2 separate regions of the Pan troglodytes genome follow, and region 1 is linked to region 2. The links are chromatin contacts, called in public Hi-C maps. All regions are on one chromosome and are shown on one strand. Each heading gives the region's core, a stretch centred on a gene start, on an enhancer-like site or on the middle of the called end of the contact. The rest is flanking DNA. Distances are from core to core; before and after follow the strand shown. Region 1 has its middle 100 kb from the start of ZNF280B. Region 2 has its middle 31 kb from the start of VPREB1.

What was found. Hi-C and Micro-C count contacts between places; a contact is called where the count stands out from the background.
Region 1: a contact with region 2 is called in a Hi-C map of induced pluripotent stem cells, with 2.6 times the contacts expected there. The contact joins two enhancer-like sites. A contact is called at or near these places in 4 of 7 Hi-C or Micro-C datasets (blood, induced pluripotent stem cells and stem cell-derived neural progenitor cells).

Annotation. Positions count from the first base shown.
Region 1 is chr23:24,377,834-24,382,298 of NHGRI_mPanTro3-v2.0_pri, reverse strand. No RefSeq gene overlaps it. Among named protein-coding and RNA genes, the nearest start is that of ZNF280B, 100 kb to the left of the region's middle. Within about 2 kb of position 3,143, at least 1 of the 24 cell types and tissues checked has an H3K27ac peak or open chromatin away from gene starts, as enhancers often do. A contact at or near this core is called in induced pluripotent stem cells, where this site is marked.
Region 2 is chr23:24,134,602-24,139,632 of NHGRI_mPanTro3-v2.0_pri, reverse strand. No RefSeq gene overlaps it. Among named protein-coding and RNA genes, the nearest start is that of VPREB1, 31 kb to the left of the region's middle. Within about 2 kb of position 2,657, at least 1 of the 24 cell types and tissues checked has an H3K27ac peak or open chromatin away from gene starts, as enhancers often do. A contact at or near this core is called in induced pluripotent stem cells, where this site is marked.

The DNA.
Region 1 (4,465 bases), core at 1,894-4,393, 240 kb before region 2:
ACTCAACCTGGGAACTGCTTAGAGCAAACCTGCCTCCCAGTCTATTGAAAGTCTCCCCTCTGCTCACTGAGAGAAACACATATCTGATGGCCTCCTTTTGGAGAGGCTCATCAGAAGCTCAAAAGAATGTAACCATGTGTCTCTTATCTATCTAAGACTGGAAGCCCATTCCCCGCTTCAAGTTGTCCTGCCTTCACCTGGAGCTGTTCCACCTTTCCAGACTGAACTGATGTACATCTTACACATGTTGATTGATGTCTCATGTCTCCCTAAAATGTATAAAACCAAGCTGTACCCCTACCACCTTGGACACATGTCATCAGGATCTCCTGAGGCTGTGTCACAGATGTGCCTCCTCAACCTTGGCAAAATAAGCTTTCTGAGTTAATTGAGACCTGTGTCCAATTTTGGGGGTTCACAACAGGAAGATTAGAAAATGCTTCAGACTTTATAGAGACTGGTTAAATGGTTGTGATCAAAATGCTGATGGTGTTAGGAACAATGAAGCATAGGCTGTCGACATCTCAGATGGAAAGTGAGTAACTTATTGGGAACTGGGGCAAGTATCTCCCATGTTATGCCTTAGGAAAGAGTTTGGCTGAATTTTCTTCATGTTCTAGGAATCTGTGGAAGTTGGAACTTCAGAACAATCATTTAGAGTATCTGGCAGAAGAAATGTCTAGGCAGAAAGAGTTCAAGAGGTGGCCTGGCTGCCTCTAACAGCCTAAACTCAGATGTGAGATCAAAGAAATGACTTTAATTTGGAATTTATATTTAAAAGGAAAGCAGAGCATAGAAGATTGAAAAATTTTCAGCTTGACTATGTGGCAGAAAATAACATCCCCTTTTCCTGAAAAGAATCCAAGTGGGCTGCGAAACAATCACTTGCTAGAGGTATTTGCGTAACTAAAGAGGAGCCAAGTGTTGATAGCCAAGACAATGGGAAAAAGACCTCAAAGGCATTTCAGATATCTCTGAGGCAGCCTCTCACATTACAGGTCCTGAGGCCTAGGTGAACTGAATGGCTTGCTGGGTCTGGCCTAGGGTCCCACAGTCCTGTGCAGCCTCATGGATGATTCAGCTCCAGCCTTGGCTCAAGAGGCTCTGGATACTGCTGTGCCACTGTTTTGGGGAGCAAATGCCATGATAAGCCTTGGCAGCTTCCATGTGGGTTAAACCTGCAGGTGTACAGAATGCAAGAATGATGGAGCCTTGATAACCCCCACCCAGATTTCTGAGGATGTATGGAAAAGCCTGGGTGCTCAGGCAGAAGCCTGTTGCAGGGGCAGGACCCTCCCACAGAAACTCTACTAGGTCAGTGTGGAGCGGAAATGTGGGGCTGGAGGCCCCAGACAGAGTCCCCACTGGGGCACTGCCTAGTGGAGGTGTGGGAAGGAGGTCACTGTCCTCCGTATTCCAGAATGTTAGATCCACTGGCAGATTGTATCCTACACCTGGAAAAGCTGCAGGCACTTAACAGCCTATGAGAGTAGCCACAAGGGCTGAACCCCACATAGCCAAATGGGTAGAACTGCCCTCAGCCTTGGTAGCCCGCCCTTTACATCAGTGTGCCCTGGACGTGGGAGATGGAGTCAAAAAAGATTACTTTGGAGCTTTAACATTTAATGAATGCCCTGCAGGGTTTCAAACCTCCATGACATCTGCAGCCCCTTTTTTATGGCAGATTTTTCTCTTTTGGAATGGGCATATTTACCCAATGCCTGTACCACCAGTGTATCTGTTGCAGGCACGTCTGAGGCGCACAGCCCTGATGGGAGCAGCTTGGCTGTGAGCACCAGGCCAAGACTCCTGAGAACAGGCAGCCCAGTCCTGTGATTCCCACAGCCCCAGGACCAGACACCTGGGACCTGGACACTTGATACCTGGGCCTTTAACCCCTTACTCTGTCATCTCAGACCCCAGGCAGGAGGCCCAGTGTTCCAACACCCAAGCTCCGTGCTAGCAGTGCTCCGTGCTGTTCCCCAAATACTCATGGCTCTAATTCCCCAAACCTGAAACTTCATACCCTGGGATTCTAATACCTATGTCCTGAGCCCCGACACTCCCAAACCTGAGCCTCAGATTCCAATACCTCACTCCCCAGAGCCTGACGCCGGGGCCCCTGACCCCTGATCTACGGAGGCCTGCTCCCTGACCGTGCGGGCACCAGTGCAGTGCTGCCTTGGTTCCTGGACCCCTGGGCCCACCCTGGGACCCCAGATGGGGTGAGGAGAGGCCCCAGAACCCCAGAGCAGACAGCGAGACCCCCAGCGGCAGAGACCTCCCTCGGGACTCCAGGCTTGTAATTTCGAACTCTTCTGGAAGGTCACTCAGGAACACCCTCCCTGCCTGTGCAAGGAGAAAACAAGCGCCTCGTTTCCTTCCCTGGTCTCCTGGTGTTCATGCTGCACCCTGGTTCTGGAGAGTTCCATGACCGCCTCCCAGGGTCACCACCAACCATATCCAGAGTGAGGCAGGTCTGAGCCCTGCCTGCTTCCTCCACACCCAGGTTGCCAGGGATGCTCCCTCCCCAGGCTCTCTCTCCATGTGTGCAGTGGGATGGAGAACTGTGGCCACCTCGTGGGGTCGGGGAAGCCCCCAACACAGCACAGGGCTCACTTGGGTCGCTCAGGAGATGGAGAGGGACAGCCTGGCCCACCCTCCCCCAGCACAGGTGCCACCCCCTCACCACGTCCTGGCGCGCTCTGGCAAGCACTGCCCTGCAGCCTCCGCTCCTTGGCTGGGCGCAGTCACTGGCAGGATCAGCTCCAAGTCCTCAGGAGACCAGCGCCCAGGCTCCTTAGCCCAGGAATGTCCAGAATCTGGGCACAGAGCCCAGGCCTCAGGCCACCGTGGCCCACCTGAGCAGCTCTTCGTCGGCACTTCCTGTGGGGCCCGGCATGGAGGCACAGACCCAGAGGCAGCTGGAGAATGACCAGGGCCCATCAACCTTTGTGGAGAGGGTCCCGAATGGGGGCTCAGGCAGGGTAGCATTGGTCAGATTTGCCCCTTAGGTCTCAGACAGACAAAGTGCTGGAGAGGGTGAGGCTGGAGGTTGGAGGCCCAGTGGAGAACACTGGGTGGGGAGTTGAGTGGCCTCGGTGTGGCCTGCAGCACTGGAAGTGGCCACATGGGGACAGCAGAGGGTAGGAACATCAAGCCTGGGTGGCGGGAGGTTGGGAGGGCAGTCAGCCCTGCCCTGTAGCTGGGTCAGCAGGCTTGGTCACAACCGCAGCCAAGGTGTGAGCACAGCCCACCCCTCTGCCTCCCTTCACCTGGTTCATCCCCCTATCTCACGAGTGTTGAAGAGGTTGCACAGGTCGCCCCAGGTCATTCAGCAGGCACTGACCATGGGATGGGAGTCCAGGCCTCCCACTTGCTCAGCCTTGCCCTTGGCGAATGGGAGAGCTGGGGAGGCAGAGACAGGTCTCATCTGAGGCCTTCCTGGAGGAGGTGAATGTGCATGATGGGGCACGTGTGTGGGAACCGAGCTGAGAGGGTTGCAGGGCAGGGGTGGCGGGAGGCTAGCGGAGGGGAATGGGGTCTGGCCTTCTGTCTTTCTAGAGCTCACTCCGTTGCTTCCCCATTCCCCTGGGTTTGCACCTCCAGGCATGGTGGGGCTGAGGGCCAGCCCCTTGCCTGGCTGGGCAGGTACTTTCCTCCCTACAGATGAGGTAAGGCAGGGCTCCCCTCCCACTGTCTGAATCCCCAGCACACCCCTGTGCCACGCCAGGCCTGGGCCGGCCACGTGTCAGTGGGTGAGAGGCCAGTTTCCGGGTCAAGGCCTGGACATGAGGGAGTGGGCACAGGTTTCCAGGGGGCCCAAGAGGGCAGGGGCAGCTTGGCAGCTCATCAGGTCCACTAGAGGGTGTCCCAGACAAGAGCAGCCCCTGAACTGAGGTCAAGAAACAGATTGGATTCTCAGAGCTCTGATTGGTTGGACAGGGGTTCCGGATGGACAGGGGTTCCGGGTAGAGGAACAGTCTATGCAAAGGCTCAGAGAAAGAGAAGTGCAGTCGTGTCTGCGGAATGGCAGGGGTGGGGGCCAGCCAAGGCCTCCCCTGCCAGGCCAAGGCATTTAGATTTCATCCTAAGAGCAAAGTGTGGCCTGCCTCGGGCTCCCCCACCCCCACCAGTCTCCCTCCAGGATGGGCCCTTGGTCTGCCCCCCGACCTCCCCTTTCCAGCAGGAGAAAGGGTGCCCTGACTGGGCCCCAGGCCCAGACATCAGACGTTCCCAGTGCCAGGGGCAGGCCAGGCTGGGAAGCCCCACCACCTGCCAGGGGCTTTTCCTGGGGCCCGAAAGAGACAGAGACAGGGCCTGTGCAAAAGCGGAAGGCCTGGAGCCGGTGCAGACTCTCTAGAGACATCAAAGGAAGGGACCGCTGCCTCAGGGAGATGGTCTCCCAAACAGCAGCCCAGGGCTTGCAGGACAGGCAGCCATGGGAGCTTGTGGGTGGTCCACG
Region 2 (5,031 bases), core at 1,408-3,907:
CAGAGTGAGCAAGTTATTCATTGCGTTGCCTTTGCTTTTGAGTCTGTTTGCACCAGTTGTCGTACTTGGTTAGGATAGGAGTGATCAAATACTGCATCCTAGTGCCCGTTACTGAGCCAACTGAGCCAACTGAGCCAAATACTAGGCCTTAGGCAATCCTCTGGGCCCAAATAATGAATCATGGTAGATAGACACTGTGGGCCTCTCCAGCCTCCCTCTAGTAGTTCAGTGCTATTCACATTCAGCATCTACCCTATGTACACAGGGTACCCAGCCACGCCCCGTTTTGGGCAGCCGCGATAATAAGCTTCCCCGTGTCGCCCTCACCCAGGGAGCTAAAGTGGTGGAGACGATCGGGATGGGGCGCACCCTCTGCTCCGCAGCTCCTGGTGCAGGCTCGGGTCTAGCACTGGGTCTTGCTGACACCACCGTAGAGGCCGTTGCCATGGGGAATGATGTGGAATCGGTGCTGATTCTTCTGCGTAAGCCCATGTCCTGCTTCTTGCCTGGGCCAGGTGCAAGGCTAGCTTCTCCTGTGATCCGATCTGGAGAGAACCACCTTGCTGGCGCCGCTCTGGGCAGCCTCGCTGCTGCTGGTCGGGGAACCTCAGCCTCTGGGTGGGGCCTTAGCGCAGCGTCTTCACCTGCAGCTTCGCCGTGTCTTCTCTCTCTCCCAGCCCCGCAGGCTCATCTCCGCCATGTGCTCCTCTCCTGGTGGACCCTGGCGAGGATCCGGGCTCCCCGGAGGTGATGCAGCCTCCATCCTGGGTGGCGGCCTGGGTTTGGCGCTGCTTGCTCAGGGGGAAGTTTCTATCAGGCCCCTCCCGAGCTGCCGCTAAGCCGCGGGCTCCATGCAGGGTAGTCGGGCGCAGCAGCTCCTCCAGGAGCCAGGTGGAGGAGGCCTGCCAAGGCAGGCGGGACCGGGCCATGCACCAGGAGCCTTGCAGCTCCCAGACCCATGCAGAGATCCACATGGATCATCTTTGACTGTCAAGTTAAAGAGATAAAACAAAACTAAACTAACAAAACCAAACTAAAAAAAAAAAAAAAGAGGTCGGGCACGGTGGCTCACGCCTGTAATCCCAGCACCCCGAAGTCAGGAGTTCCAGACCAGCCTGACCAACATGGTGAAACCCCGTCTCTACTAAAAAATACAACAAATTTAGCTAGGCATGGTGGCGCACGCCTGCAATCCCAGCTACTCAGGAGGCTGAGGCAGGAGAATCGTTTGAACCAGGGAGGCTTAGGTTGCAGTGAGCCGAGCTCACTCCATTGCACTCCAGCCTGGCTGACAGCAAGACGCTGTCTCAAAAAAAAAAGGAAAGAAAAGCAATCTTAAAAATAAAACAATAACAAACAGTGAGAGTCATCCTGCAGAGCTGCCAGGGCTGTTCGCCTATTCAACCCGTGGTAACCATTTATTCTAGAGGCAGGGCAGAATTGCTGGCTACTGGTGGGAAGACGGTAATGTCTGCTGACATTTTATTTCATATATTATACAGATACATGATACATAATTTTATATATACATGATACATAATTTTATACAACTCTTGTATATAGTGGTATTATGTATTATGCCATCTGGATGTATTTCAGCTGTTTCACAACTCTTTTACTAGTGGAAATTGGTTAGTAATGTTAGTATTTCTTAGTATTGGTATAAGTTTTTGTGTTTTGATTTTAGCTGCTTAGAGTCACTATGGGCATTATGTGAAAAAAATGGGAGAGAGTTATAATGTGCCACCATTTTTAACAACAATCCAGTATTTAATGTGATTTTATTAACCACTGAAGTTCTTAACCAGTTCAGTAAAAATGACAAGCTTAAAACCTTGGTTTTTGTCCGACTTCCTCATCTGTCTCACTGTGATTAGCACTACTTTCGTACACCTGGCAGTAATAATCGGCCTCGTCCTCAGGCTGGAGCCCAGAGATGAGCAAAAACGCTGTGTTACTTGAGGTCTCCTTGGAGCCAGAGACTCGACTGGGGACCCCAGGTCCCAGCTGCTTGTCTGAGTCTGAGTAGTGATACAGGAATAACCTGGGAGAGCTCCCTGGCTTCTGCTGGTACCAGAACATGTTTTTACCACCAACACTGAGGTCACTGCTCAGGGTGCAGGGGAGTCTGGCTGTTGCTCCCGGGGATGCAGACAGGGAGGGCGGCTGAGTCAGCACGGGCCGGGAGAGGGAACCTGCAGACACAGACACAGCACAGTGAGGAGCAGGGTCAGGGCGCAGCTGCTGAGGGATCTGAGCCATGAGGGACAGATCAGGCTGGGGACCACCCTGGGCTCTGAGCCCTGTCCCTACCTGTGCAGTGAGAGAGGAGCAGGAGGAGGAGAGGAGTCAGGGCCATAGTGGACACAGCTGCCTCTGAGGCCACATACCTAGGGGTGGGCTGCCCCAGGCCTCTCTTATCCCAGCGTCACTGGGCTCACAGAGGAGGGGCTGACCATGCAAATGTGTTTCCCCATTGCCTCTCCCCCAGGTGCACTCGCAGGGACCAGGCCCTTGGACAGGGAGGCTGGCATGAAGCAAGAGTTTGCCCCACGGGTGGGACCAGAGAAAGCAGCAGCTGCTGGGACCACACACAGGATCATGTGTAGAGGACTCTGCCAGGCACAGATGGGACAAGGCTGCAGAGTCCCAGGAGGAAGTGAAGGAGCAGCCCTGGGCCTCTGTCAGTTGAGGGCTCCCCAGCTGTGAGCACCTGTCCTGCAGAAATACAGAGAGAAGGTCTCACCGCGCCTCCTGCTGGTCTGCAGGCAAATTTCTCCTTTTGCAATGATCCAGAATCTTCCCTCTGCTTTGTTTCTGTAACTCTTGTCTTTCAAACATGCAGGAAGAATTCCTACAGGGAGCAATGGAGCTGTGGTCTTGGTGCCACCCCTGACCCCGGGCCTCCCTCTGTGGGGCAGGGGCCAGCAGGGGTGGCCTGCATGTAATCTTGGTCCAGGAAAGCATGTGACCTGCCCTGGAGCTGAGGACACAATGCCAGGGTGGAGCACCAAGACGATCTCTTCACCAGGAGGCTCTTACTCGGGATGCTGCTGTGACTAGGAGTTCACCGAGGGGAAACACACCATGCAAGATCTCAGGCCCTTCCTGAGGAAGGTGCTGGGAAGAGACAGTGAGGCAGACACTGAGGTGGGGGTTGCAGGAGCATATGGAGGGTGGAGGGGGGTATGGGCCCAGGTGTGCAGCAGGGAGGATGCACAGGGCCCTCAGGCTGATTCTCCTCCATCTGCTGGCTAGAGGGCTTGACCGCGGCTGTGCCTGTCATCAGCTCTCCTATTAGAGACTCAGCTCTGGGCAAGTTCCAGGACAAGTTCTAGAACCTGAGACAAGAGATTGGGCAGGGGACATTCCTGGGAGGCTGGAGAAACAGGATGGCAGAGAAATTAGGGAAGGGGAGGAGTGGCAGGTGTCTCTGAGGTAGGACACATGGACAGGGATCACTGAACCCCAGGCTGTCGGAGAGCAGGAGATGGCCCAGACTGTGTGGTGGGTAGAGGCTGACTCTGAGGGAAGCCCTGATGCCATGACTGCCACAGGCAGGGCGGGTGGAAGGGCAGGGCTGAAAGCTATGGTAGGCTTGGTGTACATCTGTCCCACTGTGACCATGGCATGACAGTGTAGAAACAAGTTAGCTCAATTCAGAGGCAATAACAGCTGCAGGGACTCATTTTCCTCCTGGGTAAAGAAAAATGCAGGTCTTAAAATAACCATGTGACAGGAGACTCAGGTTGCATTGTTATTCATTCATTCATTCATTCATTCATTTATTGACCCATTTAGAAAAAAAAAAAAGTGCAGCTCATTGCCAGCACTCATTTCTTGGGCAAATGGGAAATGGGTTCAACACATATTTAAGGAAGGGCTGGCATGGATCAGACACTGGAGAGGCAACAGGGCCAGGGACAGGACCCAGATCATGGAGCAGGAGATACTGGGAAGAAGAAGAGGATAAAGATAGCTCCAGAGGACATCCCCAGTCTGAGGATTTCATGGTGTTCCCCAGAGGAGTCGATGGCTAAGACCCAAGGTCTTCCACAGACCCTCTCTCCACAGCATGCAGCTCAGGGTATATAAGGGTCTCAGTGGCTGCAGGGCCTGTTGGGGGAAAGCCCTGAGACACCTAAGCTTTGACTTCACATGGGGCTCAGGTAGATGAGCCGGGGAAGGAGGGCGCTGCCCCTGTCCTGAGGGGGAATGCAGCAGCAGTGCTGGTGGCGGCCGTGGAAGTGTCCCACTCAGATGCCTCTTTGGGAGAACCTGCAGGAGGACCACAAGTGACTAACATGTCCCCTACCCCTGGGCTGGCTCCAGGCAATGAGGACCCCAGGGTCCTTTCAGCCAGGTCTTCCTGCAGGAAGCAGGGCACTTCTAGTGGGCACCCCTGGGAAAGAACCCACTCAGTCGGCTGAGGCTTTGTCTGACGTCTGACCTGCCTGTGGGCTGGGGCAGTTCCTACTAATCCCCCTTCCTTCTCTCCTTTCATGGGGGTCAGAGCCGTGGTCTGAAGCCCACCCACCCCCCATGCCAAGTCCTTCCCGGTTTCTCTTTCACCAGTGTTTCTACCCTCCAAAAAAGACATTACTTTTTTTGTCTAATTATTATAGAATCTACTTAGCAAAGGGGCCAAACTAAAAAAAAAAAGACTTCTATTTTAGAGAGAACATCCCATCCATGGCGCTGTGAGAGGCACTACTGTGCCATGAGTGGCCTCATCCTCAAGCTTGAGACCAAAGATATGCAAAGCCTCAGCACTGGCGACGGCATCCACTCACACAGAGAAGAGGCTGGGGACCCTGAGCCCTGGTTCTGCTTGAATCTCAGTAGAATCTCAGTAGATACCAGGGAGGGAAGGCTCCCTGCCTTGTCATGTTTCCAGTAAATGTCATAGCAAACAACATTGGTGTTACTGCTCAGGGTGCAGGTGAGTCTGAATGATGATCCCAGAGATGCACAGAAGGAGTCACAGAGCATCCAGATAATCAGAGAATAATCAGCGAGGCTGCCATTCTG